Linked DNA regions of Mus musculus: region 1 is linked to region 2. A link is a contact called in public promoter capture Hi-C data. All regions are on one chromosome and are shown on one strand. The core of a region is the stretch at or near the end of the contact, and the rest is flanking DNA. Distances in the headings are between cores, read along the strand shown.

Region 1 (4,521 bases), core at 1,612-4,111, 94 kb after region 2:
AGACACAAAGGCTAGAGCTGTGTGCTGTGTTATCTTGCCTGCAAGTCCTCAGTGATGGGTTCTGATGATACCAGATGGAAATACGCTTCTAGCCATGTTCCTTGGCCGGGGAGTGGGTAAACTAGTCTCAATCTCTGTTTACTTATCTTATCTCTCTTCCTGTTCCCTGTCCTTGAGGCACGGGACTCCACTGTGACTATCTGCATGCGGCTTTCAGTTCGCAGGCCTGGAAGGTGTGATCACAGCTGTGTTGGATGAGTTTCCTCACATCTGGGCCAAGCGCAGGGAATGGTTTGTGCTCATCGTGGTCATCACTTGCATCTTGGGATCCCTGCTCACACTGACATCAGTGAGTACCAAAGGCCTTGGGCTCCAAGTGGCCTCTGCTATTCTCTAGTGTTCCACAAGCAGAGTGGGTCCTTTCCTTCCACAGTGTCCTCACTTGGGGGCCTAAACGTGTTGTTAACACTATTAAAAAGCTTACCACGGTCTGAGGATGTGGTGGAGTGTTAGGTTGCTTGCCTAGCATATGTGAGGCCCTGGGTTCAATTTTCGGCATTGAGAAATCTGCCACCGAGGAGAAAAGTTATTTCTGGCAGTGTCTGCTGGTAGATCTGTGCATGACATCAGGAGGCTCAGCATTTTACCACAGATCCAACTACATTTCAGTCTTGGCAAAAATACCTGGAGCGAAGTTAGGATTTGCATTTCCAGCCATTTGCACCTTTGAGAGGTGATTTTTGGGTCCTTTGCCCTCATATCCTGATCCACAGGCTGGTGTCTTGTGTGTAACTTATATGCCACTTCATCTCCTTTAGAGCTTGAGGTGTAAAGAAGCCAGGCCCTCTCCTGTGATTTCCCTCCTCTCTTCCCTATCTCGTCATTTAGTAGCCAGGGCAAACATCAGCTAGGGTGACATCGTGGGCTTGTGTCCTCCTGACTCAAGACAGGTTTTACTGATAGGGACCTCTTCAAGCCATGGCCTCAGTGACTCCATTGCTTTACCAGGGTGTGTCAAGGTTAGAGTGGCAGGCACAGAACAGTGACTTAGTGCTGGGGTGTCCGGTGCCACACAGATTCAGATCCTGCCCCGCCTTTTCTTTTTCTTTTTTTTTTTCTTTTTCTTTTTCTTCTTCTTTTTCTCTTCCTTCCTTCCTTCCTTCCTTTCTTTCTTTCTCTCTCTTTCTCTCTTTCTCTCTCTCTCTCTTTCTTCCTTCCTTCCTTTCTTTCTTCCTTCCTTCCTTCCTTCCTTCCTTTCTTTCTTTCTTTCTTTCTTCCTTTCTTTCTTTCAAGACAGGGTCTCACTATGTAGACTAAGCTAGCTTGAAACTTACAGAGATCAGGCTGCCTCCTGACTGCTGGGATTAAAGGTGCGTGCCACCATGCCCAGCTTCGGTCTTTACAGTTGTGTATTCTCCAAGATTGAATAGACAAGGTGTTTTCATTAAGCCCACAGTGGCTATAGAGGCTCCTTAGAGTTTGTCTTTTACGGTGCAGTAGATAAAACAAGGGTAAGAGATGGGGCCAAGAGCATGCCCCAGGCTGTGGGTTCCATTCTCATCTAAAAGAAAATGTGCTCCACTGGGTAAGGTGGTCGGATGGGTATACACTCAAAGGCCACTCCACGAGACAGACGCTGGAGTCCTCAGACTGAGTCCAGAGTGGGGACTACCCCTCTGCCCCCATAGTCAGAAGCTTCTGCAGGCCTCTGTAATGAGGCTACATACCTCAGAAGACCGTTGACACACCTGTGACCTTGTTCCCAGGGAGGGGCGTATGTGGTGACCCTGCTGGAGGAGTACGCCACGGGGCCAGCAGTGCTCACCGTGGCTCTCATCGAGGCCGTCGTCGTGTCTTGGTTCTATGGTAAGAAGTCCCTTCCTTCTGCCTTACCCTCTGCCCACACGGAGACGGGCACTATCGTCATCAGAGGACAGGAAGGGGCAGTTGACCAAGCGGAATCTCCTGACCGGTCTGTAAGATAATCTCAGCTGAGGGCCTTTGGTAGCCATATACCACCGTTTCCTCTGCACTGTATCACACATGCCACGCCCTGCAAGAAGAACATCATTTCTATCCTGATTTTTTTTTTAATGTTTGTAATATTTCCCCAGAAGAGATAGGCTGTAGTCAGCCAGTTCACCCACAGTGGTGGCCTAAGACATTAGTGTGAGAGCACCCCAGATTTAAGTTTCTCAACAGAGACCCCTTTCCAGAACCACCAAGTTAGAGCGTAGGCCCCTCTCTTCTATGAGGCAAGACTGTTCTTAGAGTCTCTGCATTGGTGAATCCGCATGCCCCTCCCTCTTGTCCTGGGATGGACTTTGACAAGGGTGAGAGGAGGTGCAGGAAGCGAGCTGAGAGCTCTTGGCAGGGCGTCTATGGACCCTGAAAAGGGGCAGCAGAGGGGAGGGCACAGGCGGGCCACTGACACGAGGAACACAGGTTCAGAGATGCGTCTGTAGGATCAAGAAGCAAGCATCTCATTTGGGAACGCATTTGCTTTCCAATTTCTATGATCAATTGCTTTGCCATGGCAACCATTATGTACACTGTGAAGGAAGAGGGCAGAGTACATGAGATAAAGATTTTAACTATATGTGTGTGAGAGTTTGGCCACCTGCAGAGGTCAGAGCAGAGTACTGGATTCCCTGAAGCTGGACAGATAGGAGATGGTGAGTCGCCTCTTGTGGGTTCTGGGAACTGAATTCAGAAGCCAATTTAAAAAAAGAAAAAAAAAAAGACATTATCTTTGCTTCCCCAGCAATTCAGAGTACAGAGTTCAAAGTCACTGTAGACCTGCACTAGGAACCACAGAGTTCTGAGGAAGCAGCTGAGAACACTTTCAGTTTTCGGGACTCACCTGTCAGCAGGCGTCCTCGTGTTGGTGCCAGGAACCTTTTATAGAAGAAGCTGGATGTTGGCCTGGTACACAGATGAGCAATACCATGATTAAAAATTTCCCCTGAAGGGCTGGGAAAGATGGCTCAGTGGTTAAGAGCCCTATCTGCTATCCCAGAGGGCCTGGGTTTGATTCCCAGCACCCCCACGTGGTAGGTAACAAATGGTTGTAATTCCAGTTCCAGGGGACCCAACACCTCCTTCTGTAGGCAAAGCACTCAAACATAAAATACATCTTAAATCAATCAAACAAACAAACAAACAAACAAACAACAACTCCTTTGAAAACTGCCATCGGATGGATAGTCCCAATTGGTTTCTGCCAGGCATGCTCACCATTCCTAAATAAGATCACTTTCCTCCTACAGCAGACTATAGTCAAATCCAGCCTGAGATCTTAGAAGGGAAGTGTGGGCACCAATGGAGAACTTGGTCCCTAGACATGTATCAATTTTCCTGCTCTGTGTAGAAAGAGCTTTGCTTGCTATAAAATTAAATTTTGTGATGCCCTGCCACTTGAGCCCCTGGAGTGGAGAAGTGCCTAGGTGACCCCACCGGCTCAGGAAGGAACCCCCCACTCCGTTTCTGCCATCACCAGGGCTGACCCTGTTGACCCTGCCCTGTCAAATTCTCCTTTGGGTGATTCCAGGAATCACTCAGTTCTGCAGCGACGTGAAGGAAATGCTGGGCTTCAGCCCCGGATGGTTTTGGAGGATCTGCTGGGTGGCCATCAGCCCTCTGTTTCTCCTGGTAAGTCGTCACATTATTTATTTATAAGGAATGAATGCTACTGTGAAGCATCATACATAGACAGAAAAAGCACGCTGTCCAGAGGTGCGCATCCCAGAGAGCTCTACAAACCCAGCACTGCTGTGCGGACAAAATCGTGCCAAGAGACAATAATGAGCTAGTACCCCGAGAAGCCCCTGTGTTAGTGGCCACCCAGCAGCTATGCCCACCTCTGCTCACCTGTTTCTGACTATGAATGCTAGAGATCAAACCAGTGTTGTTTTCCCTACTGCTAATAATGATAATGAACATTTATTTGTGGAGCAGCAAATGCCAGAGCTGACTTATACCAAGCTTACACCCTTTGCTCTTCTAATCTTTACGATAATTCTGCAAGGTGGTGGGTGGGGAGGGATTTTTGTTTTTGTTTTAAGATAGTTTTCATGTGTAGATTGAGTTGGCCTGGAACTTTTTTATGCAACCCAGGCTATTTGAGATCTTCCTGCCTCTCAAATGCTGATATCACAGGCATTAGTGTCATTGAGGCTTAGTGTCACTAAAATCATGTAACACAACTAATCTAGACGGAGGAAGAACATATTGCTCAGGAAGGCCCTGAGAAGGGTCCTAGCAATTTTATGTTTAATAATTTTATAGTCACCTTGAAGGGGGCCACACACAAAGGTCCCCAAGTTTAGGTCCAAGTCAAAAGTAGAATTCATTTATTGTCAAGGAAAGCTGCATGCCAAGTAGGCAGTGATGGTGCACACCTGTAATGCCAGCACGCTCTCGGGATGCAGAGGCAGGGGATCTCCCTGGGTTATAGATGGAGTTCCAGGAAGCCAGGTTTACACAGAGAAACCCACTCTCAAAAACCCAAAAGGAAAAGAA
Region 2 (4,385 bases), core at 529-3,028:
TATATTGTTCCCCCTCCTAAGTAGTACTGAAGTATCCACTCTTTGGTCTTCCTTTCTCTTGAGCTTCATGTGGTCTATGAGTTGTATCCACTTACAGGAAGTACATACCAAGTGTGTTCTTCTGTGACTGAGTTACCTCAGGATGATATTTTCTAGATCTATCCATTTCCCTGAAATTTTCGTGAAGTCATATGTTTTTAATAGCTGAGTAGTACTCCATTGTGTAAATGTACCACATTTTCTGTATCCATTCCTCTGTTGAGGGACATCTGGGTTGTTTCCAACTTCTGGCTATTATAAATATGGCTGCTATGAACATAGTGGAACATGTGTCCTTGTTATATGTTGGAGCATCTTCTGGGTATATGCGCAGGAGTGGCACAGCTGGGTCCTCAGGTAGTTCAATTTTCTGAGGAACTACCAGACTAATTTCCAGAGTGGTTGTACCAGCTTGCAATACCACCAGCAATGGAGGAGTGTTCCTCTTTTTTCAAGCATCTGCTGTCACCTGAGTTCTTGATCTTAGCCATTCTGACTGGTGTGAGGTGGAATCTCAGGGTTGTTTTGATTTGCATTTCCCTGATGACTAAGGATGTTGAACATTTCTTTAGGTGCTTTTCATCCATTCAAATTTCCTCAGTTGAGAATTCTCTGTTTAGCTCTATTCCCCATTTTTTGATAGGGTTATCCAGTCTGTTAGCCTATGTCTTTTTATTGGGGAATTGAGTCCATTGATGTTAAGAGATATTAAGGAATAGTGATTGTTGCTTCCTGTTACTTTTGTTGTTAGAGGTGGAATTATGTTTGCATGGCTATCTTCTTTTGGGTTTGTTGAAAGAAGATTACTTTCTTGCTTTTTCTAGGGTGTAGTTTCCCTCCTTGTGTTGGCGTTTTCCCATCTATTATCCTTTGTAGGGCTGGATTTGTGGAAAGATATTGTGTAAATTTGGTTTTTGTCATGGAATATCTTGGTTTCTCCATCTATGGTAATTGAGAGTTTTGCTGGGTGTAGCAGCCTGGGCTGGCATTTGTGTTCTCTTAGGGTTTGTATAACATCTGCCCAGGATCTTCTAGCTTTCATAGTCTCTGGTGTCATTCTGATAGGTCTGCCGTTATATGTTACTTGACCTTTTCCCCTTACTGCTTTTAACATTCTTTCTTTGTTTAGTGCACTTGATGTTATGAGTATGTTTGGACTTCTTTTCTGGTCCAATCTATTTGGAGTTCTATAGCCTTCTTGTATGTTCATGGGCATCTCTTTCTTTAGGTTAGGGAAGTTTTCCTCTATAATTTTGTTGAAGATATATACTGGCCTTTTAAGTTGGGAATCTTCACTTTCTTCTATACCTATTATCCTTAGATTTAGTCTTCTTATTGTGTCCTGAATTTCCTAGATGTTTTAGGTTAGGAGCTTTTTGCATTTTGCATTTTCTTTGACTGTTGTATCAATGTTTTCTTTTTCTTTTCTTTTTTCTTTTTTGATGTAAAAACATGAGGTAGTTTAATGGCGGACCTCCGGGTCGAAACATATCTCATGCAGGAGACAGTGGTTTCAACTGTTTAATGGCAGAGCTCCAGGTCGAAACGTATCTCACACAGGAGACAGTGTTTTTGACCATGAGACTTGGAAGCTAGGGGTTTTTATAGAAAAGGGGTGGGGCTGGGGGAGGAATTGGCACAGTTTCACATGATTGGTCCATTTAAACATCAGCAGACTGTTAACATTTAACTTAGGTTAAATGTTAAACTTAGGGCGGGAGATAGGGAGGCGCAGGGCCTGCCCGGGCATGTCCTGGCCTGTTCTGCTATGTTCTCAGCCCCAGGTTTCAAAGCTCACAAACAACTCTTTGGGCTATTTGACATAAATTACATGAATCACAGGTCTCAAGTTTTATTTCCTTTCATTCCCCTCTTCTTCTACTAAGTAATTCTAATCTTTGAATTTGAGAAGTCTATATCACTATGTGGAGAATAGAAATCATACTCTTTATAAGAACAAAAACAGAATAAAAAGGTATAGTAAACAGAACTAGGCAGGGACCCTTCTAGTGAGGCTTGAGGGTCTGGGCATGATGTAGGTGTACGTAGATCAGATCTCTGGCTGGAACTGGGGAGATGTCTTTTGGGGTACCTGGCTCGTTCGCTGTAGCCATTTGTGACCAGACTTCTTTTCTGCACCACCTGCAGGCCTTTTAACTTAGCATACAGATTATTATTACAACATGTAGGTTTAAACACATCATTTAAGACAGTGATGGACATGGGAGCCCCATAGAGGATCCTAAAAAGAGTAAGACTGAATCAAGAGGGAGTATTTCTAGTTCTAAATAGGGCAAGGGGAAGGAGCACCAAGTCTGCACCAGTCTCTTTGGTTAGTTTTGTCAAGGTCTCTTTTAGAATTCTATTCATTTTTTTTAACCTGTCCTGAACTTTGGAGCCTGTATGCACAATGTAACTTCTAACCGATCTCTAGTATCTTTGCCAGTCACTGATTTACCTGGGCAACAAAGGCAGGTCCATTACCTTGGGAAGATTTCTTCTAGGATCTTCTTGGCTATCACATTGGCCATTTCAGTCCTTCAACTGCAAGGCTACTGCCATCCATGTACCAGCTCAAACTCTCAGGCCAAGGCTGATCTGTTCCTTCAGATCATTTCGAGTACCAGTTTCTTCTGCCAGAATGTCAGCGCAGTGATGAGTAGGTGAAGTCTCAGGCAGTAGGGTAGCTTGAGAACAGCAACGGGAGCGAAGGTCACTCATTCAGTCAACAAAAAAAGCTCTGATAATGTGTCACAGGAGCATTGGTCGTCATCCATCAGTCAGGGGGCTTTCAGATAATGCTTTCAAGAGTGTGGGGTTCCACTACAGTTATTTGCTGTCCCAGACTGAGCTTATCAGCATCCTTGACATGCAGAGCTATGGCAGCAATAGCTTTCAGGCAAGAAAAACACCTCCTGGCAACAGGGTCTAACTTCTTGGATAGATAAGCCATTGGCCTTTTTTAAAGTCCCAAAGTCTGAGTAAGGACTCTTCTGGCAACCCCTGATTCTCTTTCACATAAAGAGTGAAAGGCTTGGTTAGGTCAGGCAAAGGCTGGCAATCAGTAGGGCCTTTTTCATTTCTTTAAAGGCTTTCTGGTGATCTGGGGTCCACACAAACACTTCCCCTTCCTTGGTTAGGGGGTACAACGGGCAGCTAAAGTCACCAACCCAGGTATCCAAAGCCTGCAGAAACCAGCGGTACCCAAGAATTTTCTTACTAGCCTTGGTGTAGTTGGGGTGGGGATCTGAGTTACAATCTTTTTTCTGGTTTTCTTTAGCCACTGTTTCCCACCTTGAAGGATGTATCTCAAATAAGTAACTTCAATCTGACACAGCTGAGCCTTTTTAGCTGAGGCTCTGTCTTCTGTTGCCCAGATTTCCTGTCTAGATCTTGTCTTTTTCTTCCTCTCCTATCACTGCGGCCAAGATTCTAGTCAAATTTCTCTCTTGTCTATGATCCCTCTTGTCTTCTCTTTCTTCTGCCTCTCACCTCTCTCTCTCTCTCTCTCTCTCTCTCTCTCTCTCTCTCTCTCTCTCTCTCTCTCTCTCTCTCTCCCCTCTCTCTTCTCTCATAATACACCTTCTCTGCCTCTTACTTACTGGTTCCACTCTAAATATTTCTCATTCGGGGTATCTCTCATCTCGGACCTCTCTAATCTCTTTCATCTCTATTTTCACTGTCATCTATCTCTCCTGAGTCTGCTGAAGCTTTCCTCTTCCTTACAGTCTAAGCTCACCTTTTTCTAGACCTCTATACCCATTTTTCAGAGCCTGGTGATTAGACTCGTAGGTGCTCCTTACCTGGGACAGAAGTTTTAAGTGGGCGGATGTCTCCCTCACAGCTTAGCAGCTTAGGGTGGGCCGCCCTAGAAGAGAAAACACATGGGGCAGGGAAAGGGAAGGCAGCTCTCACAGCTGGCTGTACTGGGACACTGATATCTCAAGGTGAAAGCACATTTTCTGTTAACAAGAGACACTCTGGTCAAAACCTGAAGACGGGCAGGTGGGATGTAGGGGAAAGAGGAATGAGAAGTAGCCAGGGAACTCGCAGTGCTCTTGGCAGGCCACTCCTATAGTGCAGAGGCGGGGCCTGGGGTCAGGGGTGGAGGGGGTCGGCTCATGGCAAGGGCTCCTGGGGGAGGGAGGAACCAGCAGGCCCCCCCGGGGGGGGCAGACACTCGGGGGAGGGAGGGAAAAGGCAGCAGTGGCAGCAACTCTAGTCGGCCCCTCCCCAGCTGTGGCAGGTATTGAGGCTGCTCTCGCCCCTCTTTCTTTTCTTGCCCATTCATCACTCTGCCAGATGACAGTCAGATCTTTCTGACTGTCCCTCACCCTTGGAACGTC

What was found. Capture Hi-C pulls out chosen DNA fragments and counts their contacts.
Region 1: a contact with region 2 is called in a promoter capture Hi-C map of liver. The contact joins two enhancer-like sites. A contact is called at or near these places in 1 of 484 Hi-C or Micro-C datasets (group 2 innate lymphoid cells) and 3 of 9 other capture datasets (adipose tissue, liver and pancreatic islet).

What each region holds. Positions count from the first base shown.
Region 1 is chr11:77,019,625-77,024,145 of GRCm38.p6, forward strand. Slc6a4 (solute carrier family 6 (neurotransmitter transporter, serotonin), member 4) reads left to right here. Exons shown (of 14, transcript NM_010484.2): 10 at 218-349; 11 at 1,767-1,866; 12 at 3,551-3,651. Among named protein-coding and RNA genes, the nearest start is that of Gm12343, 12 kb to the left of the region's middle. Within about 2 kb of position 2,862, at least 14 of the 459 cell types and tissues checked have an H3K27ac peak or open chromatin away from gene starts, as enhancers often do. A contact at or near this core is called in liver, where this site is marked.
Region 2 is chr11:76,927,098-76,931,482 of GRCm38.p6, forward strand. No RefSeq gene overlaps it. Among named protein-coding and RNA genes, the nearest start is that of Blmh, 16 kb to the right of the region's middle. Within about 2 kb of position 1,779, at least 6 of the 459 cell types and tissues checked have an H3K27ac peak or open chromatin away from gene starts, as enhancers often do. A contact at or near this core is called in liver, where this site is marked.